2 separate regions of the Sus scrofa genome follow, and region 1 is linked to region 2. Evidence: chromatin contacts called from public promoter capture Hi-C data. All regions are on one chromosome and are shown on one strand. Each heading gives the region's core, a stretch centred on a gene start, on an enhancer-like site or on the middle of the called end of the contact. The rest is flanking DNA. Distances are from core to core; before and after follow the strand shown. Region 1 overlaps DNM1 (dynamin-1). Region 2 holds the start of CIZ1 (cip1-interacting zinc finger protein).

The links. Promoter capture Hi-C pulls out the DNA fragments that hold promoters and counts their contacts.
Region 1: a promoter capture Hi-C map of liver shows a contact between it and region 2, with 4 times the contacts expected there. The contact joins the enhancer-like site here to the promoter of CIZ1 in region 2. A contact is called at or near these places in 2 of 5 promoter capture datasets (fetal skeletal muscle and liver), 19 of 47 Hi-C or Micro-C datasets (alveolar macrophages, brain, embryonic fibroblasts and 10 more) and 1 of 2 datasets of contacts at active chromatin or transcription factors (skeletal muscle).

Annotation. Positions count from the first base shown.
Region 1 is chr1:268,699,956-268,704,724 of Sscrofa11.1, forward strand. It overlaps DNM1 (dynamin-1), which reads left to right. Exons shown (of 23, transcript XM_005660471.3): 22 at 24-60; 23 at 1,659-2,278. The coding sequence ends at 1,719. GOLGA2 (golgin subfamily A member 2) reads right to left here. Exons shown (of 26, transcript XM_021069501.1): 22 at 4,575-4,769; 23 at 4,383-4,485; 24 at 4,184-4,290; 25 at 3,939-4,092; 26 at 2,870-3,849. The coding sequence ends at 3,632. Among named protein-coding and RNA genes, the nearest start is that of MIR199B, 11 kb to the left of the region's middle. Within about 2 kb of position 2,761, at least 6 of the 83 cell types and tissues checked have an H3K27ac peak or open chromatin away from gene starts, as enhancers often do. A contact at or near this core is called in liver, where this site is marked.
Region 2 is chr1:268,640,802-268,645,366 of Sscrofa11.1, forward strand. CIZ1 (cip1-interacting zinc finger protein) reads right to left here and starts at 1,263. Exons shown (of 19, transcript XM_013993898.2): 1 at 1,043-1,263; 2 at 296-470; 3 at 1-47. The coding sequence starts at 465.

The sequences.
Region 1 (4,769 bases), core at 1,511-4,010, 61 kb after region 2:
GTTGATTTCGTGCTGTCTTTCAGAATCACTATCAGTGACCCCTGAGGAGCGTCAGCCACGGTAGGTACAGGCCTCTCCGCCTGCTGCATGAACGGTGTGTCTGCCCCCTGCCGCACCAGCTCCACATTGCAGGGCGCACCTGGGACCTCAGAGGCAGGCCCCCCTCCCTCGCCCTTCTGCAGCTCCAGACTTATTCTTTCCTCTTTCTGTCCTCGCTGCCAGCTGGCTCTCTCACCTCCCTTTCTCAGCGAGCCTCGGGACTCAGTGCCACTGCCCAAGGCCCCCGTGGCGGAGCCTGGGGAGGTCTTGGAACAGGCTCCGCGCCCAAGCTGGCCGACCTGGCTGCTCTCTGGAGCCATCAGAGAGAACAGAGAGCTCGTGGTTCTTGGTGTCAGGGGCAGGGAGCTTGGTGAGGGTTGTGTGTAGGGCTGGACTCAGGCAGCCAGAGGCCTTGGCACCTCACTCGTTCCCCAATCTGAGCCGCGCTGCCGGGGCAGGACAGTCAGCTAGCTGCCAGCCCGGGAGCTCTGGAAACCGAACCCACGATAAAGCAACGGAGGTCAAGGTCCCACCTCCTTTATCGCGCCAGCAATCGAGCAGCGATTTGGAGTGAAGGCTCTGGTTGTTGGATGATTTCAGAAAGTCTGAGTGCCCCATCCACACCGTCAGCCCAAGGGACACCTCACAGGCCAAGCAGGCCACCGAGCCCCTTCCCCTGCCTCGATGGTGTTGTCACATAGGCTAGTGCACGACAGAAGGCAACGTCCTCGCCCCCTGGTGAAGCACTGTAGCCAGTCCCCAGGCTCATGGACCTGGGCCTGATGCTCTTAGGGGTGACCGACACTTTTCAGCCAAGGAGTGACAGTGTCTGCCGACCTGGGCAAGTCAGCTTCTCTGAGTTCCGCCCCAGCTGGGCCCCCAAACGCCCAGCGAACCCACCTGCCAATGCACCCGCGCTGACTCTTGCTCTTCTGCTTTTCCCCAGCAGGAAGGGCCCAGCCTCACCTACGCGACCTGCAGTCCCCCGGCCACCTGAGGCTCCCCTCTTAGACTTATAAGCCTGTGGCCGCTGGCATCCCGCCACCTGCCCTTCCTCCCTCCCCAGGGTCCCGTCAGAGGACTCCTGGGCTTTCTGCCCACCCAGAGGGGCCTCGAGCGCTCCCTCCAGCCAGTCTTTGTAGCTTTGCCCTCCTGGTTCAAACAGTGTTCTTTGTCTTGTCTTTCTCCATCAGGCCTGGTGGCTGTCACATGGGGCTCATGGCCCCATGTTTCCCCAGGGCTAGGGGTGGCCCTAGGCCAGTGGGTTCAAAGACAGGAGGGCCAGAGAAGAGGGAAGCCAGAGGGGGCCGAGCACGTGTCTGGAGCTGTGGGTGCACTGCCTGGTGGTGTGTGAGAGACCAGTGTGTGTGGCGGGGGGCGCTGTCCCAGCCTTTACTCCAGAGCCCCGTGGAGCTCTGGCCCCCCCGCCCATCTCCCGCTCCTTCCACCTTCCCTTTCTCGTCTCTCTCCTCTATTCCAGAAGCTGGCCCACACCCTTCCCCGTGTCTTCTGCCCCGCCCGCCCTCCCCCCACCGCCGGGCTCGAAGGCCCTTGCCTTACCAGCTCTCCCCCCTCCCCTCTTTCTCTCCTTCTCTCTTTGCTTTCTCGCCAACTGCCAGCCGATCGGGTCAGGCAAGTCCATCCCGTCCTGAGAGCCCCAGGCCCCCCTTCGACCTCTAGCCAGATCCCTCCCAGTCCTCGGAGACCTCCCTTCCCAAGCCTGCCTGGACGGCTATTCTGTGACTTGACAGTGGCTACCCAGCCCCAAAGCCACCCCCTTCATCTGTGACTTAGTCTGTTGTAGTGGTGAGCTGACACATCCAGGCGCGATGTTGGTGAAACTTGTGCCCCTCTGTGGTGTTGCTCCTGCCCCGTTCTACAAATATCTATAAATACTCGTGTACAAACACACACACACACACACACACACACACACACACACACACAGCCTCGCCTCTAGTGTTGGGATCAATCACCACGCTGCCCTTGAGGAGTCTTGTGGCCTGACTGCAAGGGAGCACTGTCATCCTGGCATCCCCTCCAAAGCGTGCCACCTCTGATGAGCCGCCCTGTCAACGCCTGGCCTGCGGACAGCCAGCCCCTCTGCCCCCGTCCCCTCCTTCCCCACCTCGAGCGTGGGGGTGCTGTACTGGCAGCTGCGTGGTTCTCTGACCGCTACCAGTCTTGCTGTCTCCTGGCTGAGAATAAAACCCATTTCTGGACAATGGGGAACACTGTGTCCTCTGCTGGCTTGTGTTCTCTGTGGCGCTCCCGGGGAGGCAAAGGTTTAAACACTGGGTGAGGGGTGGGGGAAGGGCCCGGCGCTTGCCAGGGTGCTGTAAGAGGTGGCGGGAAAAAGCCCCATGCTTCGCCAGGCGTACTGGGAAACCACCTGGAGTCAGCCGATTCCTCAGCCCGTGAGCCTGCGCCAGGCGCCAGGGGGCCGGCCAGGCAGGCGCTGGGGAAGGACGGGTCCAACGGGCCGCCCCAGGGGCAAGGTCAGTGGAAAACACCTGGACCAGAGACCAGCACGCACCCGCCGCGCACGCCGCCTTCCCTGCCTGGGATTAGGTCAGGCTTCAGAGTCTCCCGGCCACCAGGGCAGGCCTGCCCCTGACCGCCCCTCAGCAGCCCTCTGGCTTCACCAGGCCGCACGGAGGGCACAGAACGTGGAGGATCCAACAGCCCCGTTGGACCGACTCAGGCGCGCTGGGCCTCTGCACAACCAGAAGCCTGCCCTCTGCTGGCAGGCCCCGCTCCCTGTTCCGTGCTCACAGCACAGACCCCAGGACCCAGGGATGGAAGAAAGGCACGTGCAAGCGCCAGGCGGTATGGCTAAATCCATTTATTCTGAAATAAAAAGTGAAATGAAACAGGAGTCGACTCACCCGGGCACAAACCCGTCCCCGCCTCCACCTCCTCTCCATCCTACGTTATCAATAAATAAGTTTCCCCAGCCCCAGATATTCAATGGAAACTCCTCCCCATTTACCAGCTCTGACCTCCCCTGTGATACAGGGGGCTGCTCTACCTCCAGAATATACAAAATGTTACACAGTTACAGTATAAACACTGGGGAGGGAGCCCATTCCGCCACCAGCTTATGTCCTTGCCTGGCCTCGGTTTGCCCCAACTTCCCAAGGCCTATTAGAGTGCTGCCCAGTTGTCTAGCTGGACAGGGGGGGACACTTGTGCCCCAAAGTGCCTCTGAATAGAGGATGCATAAGCCCCTCTTAATGAAGGACTGCTTGATGGGGGTGAAGAGGCTACCAGGGAGCCCCTGCTCCCCGAGAAGGGCAGCCTCCTAAATCAACTGTCTTTACCGAGCCTCTGGCTCTTTGTTTTTCTGGAACTATTAATCGTCCAGAGATCAAGACACAGCCCTGGCCAAGACGGCCAGGGGTCTGCACCTATGTGTCTCCCCCCATTAGAGGGGGGGGCTTGTTCCCCTTTCCAGGGGCATTAGCTTGCTAGTCTAGGATGACGACGTGACTGGGAAGGAGGGCAGGGAGGAGGGACAGGGTGGCGGGGACGGGTGGGGGCAGAGCCCCCGGCCCCAGTTCTCCGGTCTTTGCCTGCCAGCCTCAGGCACTTAGACCACCATGATCTTCACCTCGTCGTTGTCGTCAGCCCGGTAGAAAAAGGGGATGCAGGGGTTGCTGCCCAAGCCCAGGCGCTCCTGGGGGTTCTGGATCTCGCGCAGCAGCTGCATGATCTGCTGCGCGGTGGGGTTCTCGGTGAGGGTCTGGCCCAGCAGGGCCTCCCCTTGGGTGGGCTCCACATTGTCCGAGAGGCTCACCTCCAGGAGACCTTGGGAGAGGGAGGGGCAGGCTGGGGAGTGGTGTGCCAGCTCTCCCTGGCCCGCCCGGCCACCCGCCCTCCCCGAGGCTGCTACTCACCACCCTGGTTCTCAGCAGCGCCAAGCTCCTGGGGGGCTGGGGGCGCCACGGTGGGCTCCCCAGCAGGGTTCTGGGCAGCCAGGAATTTGCCTTGCCATTCATTGCGCTCGCCCACCAGGTGTAACACCAGCTCCTGGAGCTCCAGCAGCTTCACCTGGAGGGACAGGCGCTCAGCAACCCCACCCCGGCCCTGGCCCTGGCCCTGGCCCTGCCCGCCCCTCTGCAGAGATGGTCGGGACCCCTACCTTCATTTCCTCTTTGTCCTGAGCCAGCCGGCTAATGTACTCCTCCTTCTCGCGGTGCCGCTCCTTCAGCACCGCCCTCTGGCTCTGATAGAGAGCAATGTACTCTCCTGCAGGGAGCGGGCGGGCGGCAGGGCTCGGATGGTCCAGCACGGCTCCCCCGACCCCCACCGCCACCCCGGGCCCCGGGCTCCCGGCTCACCGATAGTGTCTGTCTCTCCGGACAGCTGGATGCAGCGATGTTCCAGTTCCTCTACCCGCTCCTTCAGATCCACTTTCTCTTGCATGAGTTCAGTAAAGCGGCCCTGTGGCCAGAATGGTAGGGTTGGGGCTCAGCAGCGACCTGCCCGCAGGCTCCTCCCCTCCCGGCCCCCGGTGGGGGCGACTTGCTCACCTGCAGCTTGTCCATGGCCACCTGGAGGGCCTGGTGGGTCTCCACAGGCACACTGTCCCCCCCGGTCCCGGGGGCTGACACACTGTCCCCCTCGGTCCCGGGGGCTGGGGCCTCCTTCTCCACCCCATCTTGGGCTGGAGCTACCAGGTGAGCCAGGCGCTGGCAGCGAAGCTTCTGCTCCTTCAGCTCCCTTCG
Region 2 (4,565 bases), core at 13-2,512:
CCTGGAGATTCAGGAGCTGCTGCTGTGGTTGCTGCTGGGGGAGCCCCCTGGGTGTTGAGAGCAGGAGTCAGACGGTTACTGGGAGAGTCAGATCCTCCCTCCTCCCTGAGATCCCTCTCCTCCATTCTCTGCCTGCCTCTACAGCAGACAGAGGATCCCCTTGGGGTGGGGAGTAGGGGCCTCCAGGACTCAGACAGGGATGCTCCGGGGAGAAATGTCTTGGGGGAGGGGACGCACCAAGGCATGCATCTGAGGGGCTGGGCTAAAGCCACCCACCCCTCCAGTGGGAGCTCACCGGCTGACGGCCATGGGCAGAGGAGCCTGCGGAGGGGACTGCTGGAGCAGCTGCTGGAGCTGCAGCAACTGCTGCTGTTGTAGCTGCTGCTGCTGAAGCTGTTGCTGCTGAAGCTGCTGCTGCTGCTGCTGGAACTGCTGGAGCTGCTGCTGCTGCTGCTGGTTGAACATGGTGGCTGAGGGAAGGCGGGGGGAGTCAGGCCGGATCTCCGTCACCCACTCCCAGCCCGCGGCGCTCAAATACCGCGGCTGAGTTTCACAGCTACTGTCCCGGTCCTGCCCAGAGCTGGCCACACTTGCGGCCCATCCTTTCAAAACCCCTCCAATTCCACCAGCAGAAGGGTTCGCCCCCCCGCCTCCTGCCAATTTCCCCCAAATCTTTCCAACAGTCCCCCTTTCAAACGTCCGACCCCGCCCCCTATCTCGCCAACTCTCCCGCTCGGTCCTTCCTGGAGGAGCGTCCGACACAAATACACCTCCCACCCCACCCTTCGGCCATTCTCCGCGCCAATCGCGTACCGATGCCAGCCCCTCTCCACTCACACCCCTTTGATACGCCCACCCCGTCCCAAGCGCACATTTTATGTCAATAACATCAGCCCCCGCCCCCACCCCCGCCGCTACCTTTCACTTTCATCCAAGAACGAAGTAGGACAGGCTTCCCTCCACTCTACTCCCCACCCCCATTCCACTAACCCCTTCCTTTACAGATCGAGCCAGCATTACACTTCAAATCCGGTATCCCCACCTGCCCGCGAAGCCCGCAGCCTCCGTTCAAGGGGCCCCTAAGTCTTCGGCCGTCCCCCCAGCGGTGCCCGGCCCGCGCCCCTCGCCTCCCAGGGCGGGAATCGCACGGCCTCCTCCCCGCACTCTCGCCGCGGTCGCGTAGGCCCCAGCGGCAGGGCAGGCCGGACAGGCCGGGAGGCTCCGGCTCGCGGATCCCCGGCTCCCCGCAGCTCCGCCGGGGCCTGGCGCTTCCGAAGGCGGTCTGCAGGCCGGGCCCAGGCAGCGCCCTCTGGAGGCCGGGAGGTCCGGGTGGCGCCCGCCGCGTCGCGAGATCCTGCCCAGCGCACCCGCAACGCGGCAGGGGCGGTGCCTGCTCACCCAGCGGCTGGGTAGTGGAGGGCTTAGTTCCGGGCTGCGAGGCGGTCCTGAGCAGAGCAGACCCTCCGTCCCTCGTTCTCCGCATCGTGAAGGGGCTGCTCTGAGCCCAAAGTCCATCCGTCGCCACCCAGAGTGATCTGTCGTCTGGCGGGGACCGTCTCCAACCGACCTCCCCGCGGGTGCCACTGTCCCGCGATCAAGGGCCCCGCGCGGGGCTGGGATGGGAGGGGCGTGCAGCTGTACATTAGGGGACTGAGACCGGGCGAGAAGGCGATCGGCATAGCGGGGCAGAAGAATTTGCCCTAAAAGGTATGGGAGGTGGGTTTGAAAGTTACTGTTTTTTCCCCCTAGGATTTGACTCGGGGGCGGGTGAGGAGGGCTGAGTTCAATGGTTAAAACAACCACAACAAAACCCGGCGCGCATCCTGCCCCCGAATGGTGCTGCCAGCAAAGACCCTTTAATTACGACTCCGTCCTGCGCCCCGGCGCCCTTCCCAATGGCCCCCACTTCGAGTCACCGAGCTGCGTTACTAAATAGCAATCTCTCTCCCCTTTGCAGTTACTCAAAGCCGTCCTCAACTCTTAACAGCCCCAGGCAATGCGCTCACTTTGCTTTAGGCGCAGACCACATGCCGCACGGCGCATGGTGGCGCTAGGGATGCGCAGACCTGAGGTCCACCCAAGGAGACCCGAGTGTCAACCAATCACTGCAGTCATGTGACCAGTGCTTCCCTAAAGCTCGGGACCCGCTCTACCGCCGCCCCGGGCGGCCGCACAGAGGTGCCTAACTCTGCTTGGACTTAGGCGGGAGGGCTGGGCGCGGCTAGACTCAGGGGACTTCGCGCCTTGGGCGGAAGGGCAACCAGGCTTTGAACACGGGCCTGAAGAGTTGGGTTTTATCTATGGAGGGCAGGGAGCGCTAGAGAAGAGAGTGTGACAGCATCGTATCCACCCAGATTAGAACGCTCGGCTCCAGTGAGAACCAAGGAAGAAGGGGTGGGGTCAAGTCAAGATCGCCCAGGCTTCCAAACAGATAGATCTATCTGGGACCTCGGAGGGGTCCGGGATTGAATTGGGGTCCCGCTGCCTTGTGGCTAGGCGCCCCTGGCGGACCTGAGCCTTTCTTCGTCTGTAAAATGAGTACCCCCTCCCGGGGGAAGAGTTGTATGTGTGAGGATGCTATTACATAACGTTTAGCACTGGCACCTGGCACAGGGCGAGCTTAGCAAATTGCCAAAGTACAAAAAGCTAAAAATAATGTTCGTGGTGGTAAAGGTAGAGAAGCCAGCACTGGATTCCTGTGTTGGTTCACCTTTCCAGAAAGCATTCTGCAAATTCTCCATCAAGACTCTTGAACGCCTTGAACACCTTGCCCCTTGATCTGGTCACCCCACTTATAGGAATCTAGCCCAAGAAAATAATCAGAAAGAAGTCTTTTCAAAACCCAGCAAGTCACTCACAGAAACATGATTTATCATAGCTGTCTGGAAAATAATCAACTTTGGGGAACAGCTAAATAAAGCATTGGTGTCCGCCTCCTAAGGCACACAGCCTTCAGGAATTATTTCAAAGGATTTTTTCATATTTTTAATTTTTATTTTTGTGTTTTTAAGGCCACACCTGCGGGATATGGAGGTTCCCAGGCTAGAGGTTGAAACGAAGCTGTAGCCAGCGGTCTACACTACAGCCTCAGCAACGCCGGATCCTTAACCTACTGAGCAAGGCAGGGATCGAACCTGCGTCCTCATGGATGCTAGTCAGATTTGTTTCCACTGAGCCACAATGGGGACTCCTCAAAGGATTTTGTTTATTATTATTATTATTATTTTGCCTTTTCTAGGGCCACTTCTGCGGCATATGGAGGTTCCCAGGCTAGGGGTCTAATTGGAGCTGTAGCTGCCAACCTACACCAGAGCCACAGCAACGCGGGATCTGAGCTGTGTCTGCGACCTACACCACAGCTCACGGCAACGCCAGATCCTTAACCCACTGAGCAAGGCCAGGGATCGAACCTGCAACCTCATGGTTCCTAGTCAGATTCGTTAACCACTGTGCCACAACCGGAACTCCAAAGGATTTGCTGTTATTTTTATTTAATTTTTTTTGTCTTTTAGGATTCTGTTGTTATTGTTGTCGTTGTCTTTCATCTTTTGAGGGCTGCACCCACAGCATATGGAGATCCCTGGCTAAGGGTCTAATCAGAGTTACAGCTGCTGTTCTGTGCCAGAGCCACAGCAACACCAGATCCAAGCTGCATCTGCGACCTACACCACAACTCATGGCAACCCAACGCCAGAACCTTAACCCACTGAGCGAGGCCAGGGATCGAACCTGCAACCTCATGATTCCCAGTCGGATTCGTTTCCACTGCGCCATGGAACTCCCAGGATTTTGTTTTAAATGAGGGTTGCCACGTTTATTTCAGGTTCTCTCTTGTTTTTTTTGTCTCTTTGTTTGATTGATTGATGTTTCTTTTTCTTTTTCCCGTGTGGTAGTATGTGGGAATTCCTGCACCAAGGATCGAACCTACACTGCACAGCAGTGAGAACGCAGGAGCCTCAACCTGCTAGGCCATCAGAGAACTCCCTCAAAGGATATTTGAACATTCACATTGATGATGTGAAGTCAACTCAGCAGGTTACAAAACTGCATACACATTATGTCCTGGTTTTAGAAAGGAGAAATATACGTGTGTAGTGGGTCTGTGGGAGAGATGGCTTTCTCTCTCTCTCTCTCCTTTTTTTTTTTTTTTTTTCAATTTGCTGTGATCAGTTTGGATAACTTTATCATGGGGAGGGAGAGGACATTTTTTTTTGAAGGTATATGACCTTGTGCTGCCTCCTTGAAAACCAGACTAGATCGTGGATGGGAACACTCTGGGGACATTTTGTGGCTAGACTCATGTTAACTGCTTTTAACAAATCCCTTGCAGGCAAAGTCCTTTAATGTAGTATGTTCAGAGGGAGAGGTCCCATCTCTCTGAAGTTTGTGGATGCATGTCTCCTGGAGACTTTGATTTTTTTTTTTTTTTTTGTCTTTTTAGGGCTGCACGCACAGCATATGGAGGTTCCCAGGCTAGGGGTTGAATCGGAACTACAGCTGCTGGCCTACACCACAGCCACAGCAATGCAGGATCTGAGCCACATCTGCAGCCTACACCACAGCTC